Linked DNA regions of Mus musculus: all the other regions are linked to region 3. The links are chromatin contacts, called in public Hi-C maps. All regions are on one chromosome and are shown on one strand. Each heading gives the region's core, a stretch centred on a gene start, on an enhancer-like site or on the middle of the called end of the contact. The rest is flanking DNA. Distances are from core to core; before and after follow the strand shown.

The links. A called contact is a pair of places that touch in the nucleus more often than the background predicts.
Region 1: a contact with region 3 is called in a Hi-C map of B cells, with 7 read pairs. The contact joins two enhancer-like sites. A contact is called at or near these places in 10 of 39 promoter capture datasets (the 3T3-L1 cell line, the C10 cell line, cranial neural crest and 6 more), 1 of 484 Hi-C or Micro-C datasets (B cells) and 3 of 9 other capture datasets (adipose tissue, liver and pancreatic islet).
Region 2: a contact with region 3 is called in a Hi-C map of bone marrow-derived macrophages, with 37 read pairs. The contact joins two enhancer-like sites. A contact is called at or near these places in 3 of 39 promoter capture datasets (the C10 cell line, macrophages and stem cell-derived epiblast-like cells), 1 of 15 datasets of contacts at CTCF or cohesin (CD8 T cells), 6 of 484 Hi-C or Micro-C datasets (the G1E-ER4 cell line, Th1 cells, bone marrow-derived macrophages and 3 more), 6 of 115 datasets of contacts at active chromatin or transcription factors (the 230-238 cell line, CD8 T cells, bone marrow-derived macrophages and 3 more) and 2 of 9 other capture datasets (adipose tissue and macrophages).

Annotation. Positions count from the first base shown.
Region 1 is chr16:11,090,339-11,093,076 of GRCm38.p6, reverse strand. Txndc11 (thioredoxin domain containing 11) reads left to right here. Exons shown (of 12, transcript NM_029582.2): 7 at 1,291-1,491. Among named protein-coding and RNA genes, the nearest start is that of Snn, 25 kb to the right of the region's middle. Within about 2 kb of position 1,451, at least 48 of the 459 cell types and tissues checked have an H3K27ac peak or open chromatin away from gene starts, as enhancers often do. A contact at or near this core is called in B cells, where this site is marked.
Region 2 is chr16:10,688,816-10,691,629 of GRCm38.p6, reverse strand. It overlaps Clec16a (C-type lectin domain family 16, member A), which reads right to left. Exons shown (of 23, transcript NM_001204229.1): 20 at 40-244. Among named protein-coding and RNA genes, the nearest start is that of Gm15558, 6.6 kb to the right of the region's middle. Within about 2 kb of position 1,484, at least 86 of the 459 cell types and tissues checked have an H3K27ac peak or open chromatin away from gene starts, as enhancers often do. A contact at or near this core is called in the 230-238 cell line, CD8 T cells, the G1E-ER4 cell line and 5 more, where this site is marked.
Region 3 is chr16:10,843,200-10,846,306 of GRCm38.p6, reverse strand. It overlaps Rmi2 (RecQ mediated genome instability 2), which reads right to left. Exons shown (of 2, transcript NM_001162932.1): 2 at 3,072-3,107. Among named protein-coding and RNA genes, the nearest start is that of Rmi2, 9.7 kb to the right of the region's middle. Within about 2 kb of position 1,811, at least 160 of the 459 cell types and tissues checked have an H3K27ac peak or open chromatin away from gene starts, as enhancers often do. A contact at or near this core is called in the 230-238 cell line, B cells, CD8 T cells and 6 more, where this site is marked.

The DNA of each region.
Region 1 (2,738 bases), core at 202-2,701, 250 kb before region 3:
AAGTGCCTTTATCCACTGAGCCCTCTGGATGGTCCTCTGAAGTGTTTTCATTGCTGACAGGATCACTGGTATTTGGTTTCAGTGGAGATTTCTTCAGGTCTTTCTAGATGCTGTCGAAAACTCAATAGGGATTGCCCTTGCTTGCCAGTCATTTTAGCATCTGTCTAATTCTTAGAGCTCACAGATATTGTGCTTTTTTTCTTGGTATTCATATTCTGTTAAAATGTATTTTTGTGTTTTCCAAATAGAAATGTTTTAAACCCCCACTGTCCTCCTCTGAGCATTGCTGCTGGCTGCCTCTCCACAGCCTGCCCACTCTCCTTGTGCCTGTCTCACTTTTTACTTCCTCTGCTTTGCTAGCTCTCATTTTCTCACACCATCGTTTTAGCCGACGTGTATTTATAGCACAGAACACTGCAGAAGAGTAAGGGGGAAAAGGAGAACTGGGCAGTAGTTCTGGGCAGTGTTTACCAGCATATATCTTTTATCAAATGAAGTATTATTGGAAGGTTAGAGTCTTAAAAAGCAGTAGGCACATTCATGTGAAGTCACTTAGGTCTCCATTCTAGTGTTCCCAACGCTTCATTTTGTGAAACTTTCCAAAGTACCACTCTGGAAATTGTTTGAAACTTGTGATTTATATCAAGTGTCTTTCAAAAGTACTTTTATATTACAAACAACAACAACAAAACCCAAAGGGAAAACGCCTCCAAGTGTCTCTTTCCTGCTACACATGATGTGATCTACAGCCCGTGTAAACTCAGGTCACTCTGCTGAATCCCTGTTCAATGCCAGGAATGTGTCCAGCTGCTGGGGTGACCTCGAACAAAGCCTTTAGAGCTTCTGCCTAGTGGATGCTTCACTCTGGCCTCTGGGACAGAATCTGACAAGCTAAGATTAAGATATAACATCCTGTAACAATAGACAATGGACCTAGATTATTATAAACACCACGTGGTGCTCTGTAACTCTCCTTAGGGTGTTTAGAGGTCATTACAGCCACCTGAAGACAGGGAGAGTGTCTGGATAGTTGAGTCTCTCAGGGGACAAAAGGTGAACCCAGTGATATGAAAGTCACCTCTTGCTCCCATGGTGGCTTTCAGCCCACTTGTTGAGACTGTGTGGAGAGGTGGGCTAAGTGTTGGCTTTATGGCCCGTAGTCATGGCCTCTGGGTGCCTTTTCCTCCCTTACAGTGCAGCTTGACCCGGCCTCTGGAGTGCGGTACTAGTCTTTCGCTCTGCCTTGTCTAACACACCTCTACATTATTCTGTTATATTTGTCCTTGGCAGGTCTTCCCCAGGGAAGTCATGAACTTCACAGCTGAGAACATCTATAAGTGGGCCTCAGAAAACCAGGAGACCCTCTTCCGATGGCTACAGCCTCATGGAGGCAAGAGTCTGCTGTTGAACAATGAGCTGAAGAAAGGACCAGCACTCTTCCTGTTCATACCGTTTGATCCCCTAGCCGAGAGACATCCTCTTCTAGATGAGGTAAGAGGCCTAGTGATTCTGACACCTGTCAATAGATCTCCTTCCACGTTAAAGGGCACTAACTAATCCATCATCACAAGGAGTCATCAGGAATAGTTGCTGGGGCTCAGTGGCTTTTGCCTGGGACCGGGATTCCCCAGCTTCTCTTGTCTATTCGTTGCTCCAGTCTGGGGTGAATAGCAGAGAAGGGAAATGAACTTGTTTCCCCAGAGACCTAGTAAACAGCACTTCTTCAGATGGCTGCACTGACCTTCCTGTTGAGGGGCGATGGGAGCTCAGGCAAGCTGGTAAAGCCTAGGGCCTGCCACTTTTGGGGACCTCGCCAGGCACAGCTGCACTGATGATGTGTGTCTTTCTCTAAACCTTATAGGCAGGTTTCCAGAGACAGCTGCCCTGCCTGGAGTCTTCCCTCCCTCCTGCCTTGCTTTCTGGGATATCCGTTCTCTCTAGACATGAGTTCATTTTACACGTGAATCATTTGGAGGCACTTAGAGGGAGCAATAGCAATCAGCAGAGAGCCTGGGATTGCTAAATTGGATTTACTAGGCTTTTTTTTCTTTCCTTCAAGGATCCCTTAATTGGCCCAAACTATAATCTGAATCACTGTAACACAGCCCAGGCGAAGCAGACAGTGCCTGTCCCTGGGCCTCTCAGCACTGCTCTGGAAGCTGGGGAGGAAGTCACTAGCCAGGCTCGCCATGCTGTTCTCCAGCATTTGTTTCAAGTTGCCATCCCGACTGGGAGCTTTCTAATGGCTGCACAGCCTGGCTTTAAAGGAAAAGTAGAGAGAAGTGAAGCGGCTCTGTTCCTCCCACTGAACTGAAGTGGGACTCAAGGCTCCATTCTTTACAAAGTGTGCACTGCATGAATGCTTTATGGTCCAAGAAGCTCTTTCCATGCCCAGGCCTCTGTACCATCTAGATTAAGAGTTGACAAGGTCTTTGGAGGTTTTTACTTTAACTTTTGAGACGTGACTTGACTTGAGCATGCAGGGTGCAGGGCAATGTTGGCAGGAGTCTAGTCCCTCACTTCAGAGGGCTGAGGTTAAATTTGGCACCAAAGGGAGGCTTTGCTTCTAGCCTCATGTTCTCAGATGATCATGTCCCTACACCTTCTGTTTCTATAATCTACTAACAGGCTTTAAAAAAAAAAAATTCAGTTTCACCTGTGACTCCATTCCCCAAGCTCTTATGGGTGCTCTGAGGTAGGTGGAGTCTGTCACCTCCCCTCCACATATGGCTGGTATG
Region 2 (2,814 bases), core at 235-2,734, 150 kb after region 3:
GCCCTGCGGTGGGGAGTCCTTGCTCTTGAGGTCACTCACCGGCTATCCTCTGCATCTTCATGCGCCTGGCCTGGATGCGGCCCTTGGCCAGGCGCTGCTTGGCAATAATGCAGCGGATATGATCCGAGAACACGAAGGTGGCCTGCAGGATAGGGAAGGGCTTAGAGTGCGGGCTGGAGGCAGGCTTGTGAATGGTGATGTTCAGGGCACGGCTGTCATCCTCCACTCCTGTCACCTGCATGTCCTGCAGAGCGAGAAGGCAAAGGCAAAATGTTCATCAGGCCCAGGGTTGATAGGGGTGTCAGTGGCTCATATAGAAAGACACCAGCACTTTGCATCTGCTTTTGTTCTGAAGGAGGCTACATCTCAAAGATTTAAGGGTGATGCAGATCAGTCCCGGCCTGACAGGTGAGGAATCAGCTGCTGGATGTATGGCTAATTCTCCTTTCCATGAGGACTTGAGATGCCTGACCACAAGAGGTACACCAGCCTCTTCAAGGGCCACCACTGTCACAACAGGCAAATTCCAACAATTCTTCCTTCTGGAAAACCAGAGGCCACAACTCCAAAGCCTTTTTTTGTCACCTGGTTAAACACTACCTCCTTGTTTCTCTTCAAAATGAGGCATTGTTCCTGTCCTTTGGTACATCTTTGAGGACAGTCCCTGAGGAAGGGCCACTAGAATTGTTTGGCAGAGACTTCAGGCAAGCTGCATGTGAAAGGGATAAAGACATTGACGAGGAATGAGTGTGTAAGGACTGGTTCCCATAAAGCCTCAGGATGGGTTCTGTGTCAAGTCTGTGCCCACAAAGGTTCAAGGGCACATGAGATAAAAGCGTACCAGACAGAAGATAGACTCAAAGGTCAGATATGCTAGAGGAGGTGGGAGCCACTGAAGAAGGTTCAGAAGGAAGGGGCTGCTGTGCTTGGAGGCCACACACTTGGCTCTCCCTTTGGAAAGAATGGCTGCATCACAGGGCAGCAGCAGATAAGATGAGCTATTATGAGTTTAAAGCAAGGATCTGGTGCGTAGTAACAGTCTGATAAATAGTAGCTACTGGAAGAGAACCAAAAGAGGATGGGGGGTGGGGGGGGAGTGTGGCTTTCATTGTCTGACACATTAAGCGTCTGAGAGAGAAAAACACTTTCCTGATGTTGTGTTCTAAGGAAATTGGTGTACCTTGATAAGAAGATGCACAGGCCATCTACCGGGCAGTGTTCCACACGGGAGTCACTTTGGGGTAAAAAAGATTCTCCTACACCCTCACTGAGAGTAAGAGGGTCTGGAAAGGGAGGAGTGTGGGAAGGAGAGGAGACAGGAGCAGTGGCTTCATGTACAGGCGCTCCCCATGGAGAGCAGGCAACAATGGGCTGCCCACCGCTGTGGTTAGGAGTCAACTCAGCCTGCGCAAGGTCTTCTGGGAATCAGAGCAGTGCAGCAGGAAATGGACCTCCTTGAAGTGAGGGGAGGGGAGCCCCAGGCTGGGACAGGACACAGTAGAGAGAGGAAGTGGGATCTGTGTTTCATTCCCTCTGCAGCTAGTCACTACTCAGCCATCATACTTATCAACCTGTAAGACAGAGCCCCAGCAGACACGAGGTGCTGTAGAGCCTGGTCAGGGAGGGTGTGCTCAGGAACTCCTGTGATAACAACAGTGCTAGAGGAAGTTGGCAGAAGCTATGAACTCTTAAAATAGCTGATTCCAACTTCTTGGGTATCTGCCTAGGGAAATCCTGCCCGGGGCATGAGGAAGTGGAACACCAGGTTTACATGCTTGAAAAGCTGGGATTATCAAGAGCGCTCTGGCCAAGCATGCCCTGCCACACAGCAGTTAAGAGAACCCCAGCAGGCATGCATCTGCTAAAATGGCTAGACACTCCAAGAGAGGCTAGGAGATAGGCCAAGTCTACGATATGGCATAAGAATCTAACATACCCTCAAACTCATGTACAATTAACCCTTGGCACTCCCTACCAAACTGGGGACCAAAATCTGTAGATGCTCAAGGCCCTTACTTTAAATGGTACAGTATCTGCATATAACCTACTATATCTTCCTGTAGACTCTAAATTCACTCTAGATGATGCATAAGACTTGATACCATATATGTGCTATGTAAATACCTGTTTAGGGACTAAAGAGTCAAAAGAAAGTCTGTACATGTTTATAGCAGACATATTTCTTGGTGAAGTTTGTTTGTTTTTGCGACAGTATCACTACGTAACCTTGGCTGGCCTGGGATTTGGTTTGTAGACCATATTTGCCTTAGACTTACAGGGATCTGCTCATTTCTGCCTCCCAAGTACTAGGATTAAAGATGTACATCACCATACCTGGTCTGTCTTGTTTTTTGAGACAGGGTCTCATGTAGCTCTGGCTAGCCTCTGACTCCTTAGGTAGCCAAGGCTGCCCTTAAATGTCTGATCATCTTGCCTCCACCTCCTTATAGGCATGTATGATTATACCCATTTGTATGTGCTGCTGGGAATGGAATCAAGGGCCTCATGCATGCTGGGTGAGCACTCCATATCAACTAAGGTTCACCCCCAGCACACTGTCCTCATTCCCAACACCCTTTTATCTTGAGACCAGGTCTTGCTCCATGAACCTACCTGACTGGTCTGGAACCTATTAAATAGACTGGTCTGTTTTTGAATTTGTGGATGCCATCCTGATTCTACTGCCTGAATGCTGAGATCATGTACAACCATGTGGTCCTTCCCCACTGAGTTTAACTGACAGTTCCATGGATACACAATTAAAAAGCTCTTGGCAGTGAAGCAGATCTGGAAGGACCAGCTTGGCAATGGGTT
Region 3 (3,107 bases), core at 562-3,061:
CTGAAAAGGAGAAACAAGGGAAAAACAAAAAACCTGCTCTGGAGACACAGCTCAGTTGGCGGGGTGTCTGCCCACCATGCATAAAGCTCTGGGTTAATCTCCAGCACGTAAGAACCAGGCAGAAGAGCACAGCTGTGATCCAGGGTTCAGGAGGATTGCCAAGGTCATCAGGACGACATGAGCTATGAGAAACTGCCTCACAAATGGGCTCAGTGGGTAAAAACACTTGCTGTAGGGGTCAAATGCAGTACACTCAGTTCTCTGGACCCACAGTGGGGAGAATGGTTTACCGAAAGCAGTCCTCTACCTTCACACAGTACCTCATGCTTATGCACGGGGCACACACACACACATAAATCTTAAAAAGTAACAAAATACAAACAAACTAAAATCACAATAACAATAAAAACTCAAACCCAGGCCAACAAGATGGCTCTGAGGATAAAGGCACTTAGCACCGAGCCCAAAGACCTGAGTTTGAACCTTGCATCCCACCCGGTAGAAATCAAAAATCAACACCCACAATTTATCCTCTGATTTATACACCCATGCCACAGCAAATGTCCACCTACACACACACACACACACACACACACACACACACACACACAACTAGCTAACTAAATAGAAGCTTTAAAGCCCTCAAATGCCAAGGCTCCTGAGCACTGTGCCTTTACTCTGTGGCTTCTGTCTTCAACCTGAAACTCCTACAGCTTACTCTGTGTGTGTGTGTGTGTGTGTGTGTGTGTGTGTGTGTGTGTGTGTGTGTGTGTGTGTGTGTGATGTGAGTCCCCGGAGGACAGAGATGCCAAGCAAGGATTCTAAAACAACCTTGAGACCTCCCCACTCAGAAGGAGGGGTGGCAAACTCCATTTCCCAAGAGCCTACCAGCAGCATCCTTTGAAGGAAGAACCACCTCGAAGTCTCCACCTTGAAGGCTGACCTTCAAACCCCAGGTCAGGCAGGGGATGGTGGAACCAGAACTAGCCCACAGTGTGACAAGGTGGGAGCCCCTGAACGGTGTCTTCAGACACAGGCTCAAAGCTATTTGCTTGATGTAGGTCATTGTGGCTAACTGTGACTAAAGGCATATCCACTCCTTCTCCCCCATCCTGTTTTTTACTTTTCAGTTTTTCGAGACAGGGTTTCTATGTGTAGCCTTGGCTGTCCTCAAACCTGTTTTTGTTTGTTTTGTTTTGTTTTGTTTTGTCTTAAGACAGTGTCTCCTGTGGTGCATGCCTTTAATCCCAGCACTCGGGAGGCAGAGGCAGGCTGATTTCTGAGTTCAAGGCCAGCCTGGTCTATAAAGTGAGTTCCAGGACAGCCACCAGGGCTATACAGAGAAACCCTGTCTTGAAAAACAAAAGAACAAAACAAAAACAAAAACAAAAACAAGACAGTGTCTCCTGTAGCCCAGGTTGGCCCAGGCTTGCTATGTAGCCCGTGGCGACTTTGAACTTCTGATTCTCCAATTCCTTAGTGCTGAGATTCGAGGATCAAACTCAGGGTTTTGTTGATGCCAAACAAGCACTCCACACCATACACGGCCCTTGACCACCCTCTTCCTCTTTACATAGGGGCTTGTCAACAAAGGACCTGGAACCCACATTATGGCCCTGAGTGGCCTTCACCTCCAGAATGTCAGGATTACAGGTGTGCACCCCCATACCCAGGCTCCCGCTTATCCTTTCAAGAGTCAGCTAGCTGATCAGCAAACTGGAGAAGGTACCCAGCATCAACCCTGGCTGGCCAGACAGACAGAACTCAGAGCTGATCCCCGACTCCGCACAGCATATCCTCTGGTTTCTTTTTCTCTTTAATCATTAAATCACACACAAGCCAACAAAAACACGGCAGTCAGACACTCCCCTATTTCACACAGCCCTTCTTTCCCCTCCTGCAGAATTTTGCGGTAAAACTTCAGCTTTACAAGAACATGCAACAGAAAGAATTAGGGAACTCAGGCGATCCAAAACCAGCTAAGTGATGGTTTCGAATTTTTAAAATATATATAATGTAAAGCAGTTCCGAGAAAAGTGAAGTCACGGCCTAGGTTGCTTATTCTCAGTTCTTAGAAAAGAGCATTTCAAAGAGGAAGCTGAGTGGGGAGGGCACACAGGCTGCCGCCAGAGCCGCGGTCTGGCGGGTGCTCACTGATAAACTGACTTTGATTTGGCAGCTGAGAACTGAAGCCTCCGGATGCATTTTCATTTGGCGCTGTCAGGGAGGAAACAGCAGCCCCCAATAGTGAGAGTTCTGAATGTGCAGCGAAACCACAGGCTCAGTTCTGTGCTGGAGAGGCAGGCGACAGCCACTGCCCACTGCCCACTGCCGTTTGCGCCGCCCCTCCCCCCACCGCCTTGACCTCCAGCCAGCCTGCACTTTTCTATGGGTGTTTCACCAGGAGTTACGTGAGGACATGGCTGGGAAGCTGTCAGCAGCTTCGGTTCTCCAGTGGAAAAGTAGGCTTGTGCCACACACAGCTCAACAGCTACTCTGGGGTAAAACAGTTTGGGGACACCATTTTACTAAGAATCCTGTAGCAGAGATCCTGGGGCCTGCATCAAAATTAAGTTTCAGACTGGGGCTCAAGTAACAGACTGCCTAACATGCAGGAGCCAGGCTTTGAGTTTGATCCCCAGACCCACAAGAACTAGGTGTGGGGGTGCACACCTGCAATCGCAGCACCAGGGAAGTGCAGGCAGGAGGAGCTGGGCTTCATGATCATGCATAACTGCACAGTGAGATTGAGGCTAGCCTGGAACATGAGATGATGCCTCAAAATTAATTAATTTGAGACCTAAGGTATAGCTAGCTCAGCTGTAGAGTCTGCCCAGCATGCAAGAGGCCCTGGGCTCTATCTCCAGGACTGAAAAATTGTGTGTGTGTGTGCATATGCATGTGTGTGTATACTGTGTGTACCTGTGTGTCTGTTTATTAAATTCCAGTGCAATCAAAAGCAACTGATCAACTGTCCCAGACAAGGGAGACCTTAAGGAGACACGACGGCCAAGTAGAATGTGGAATCCTGGGGAAAAATGAATAAAGAAACCAGAACAAACTATAAATTTGGTTACTAACTTTTCAGTATTTGTTCATTAGTTAAT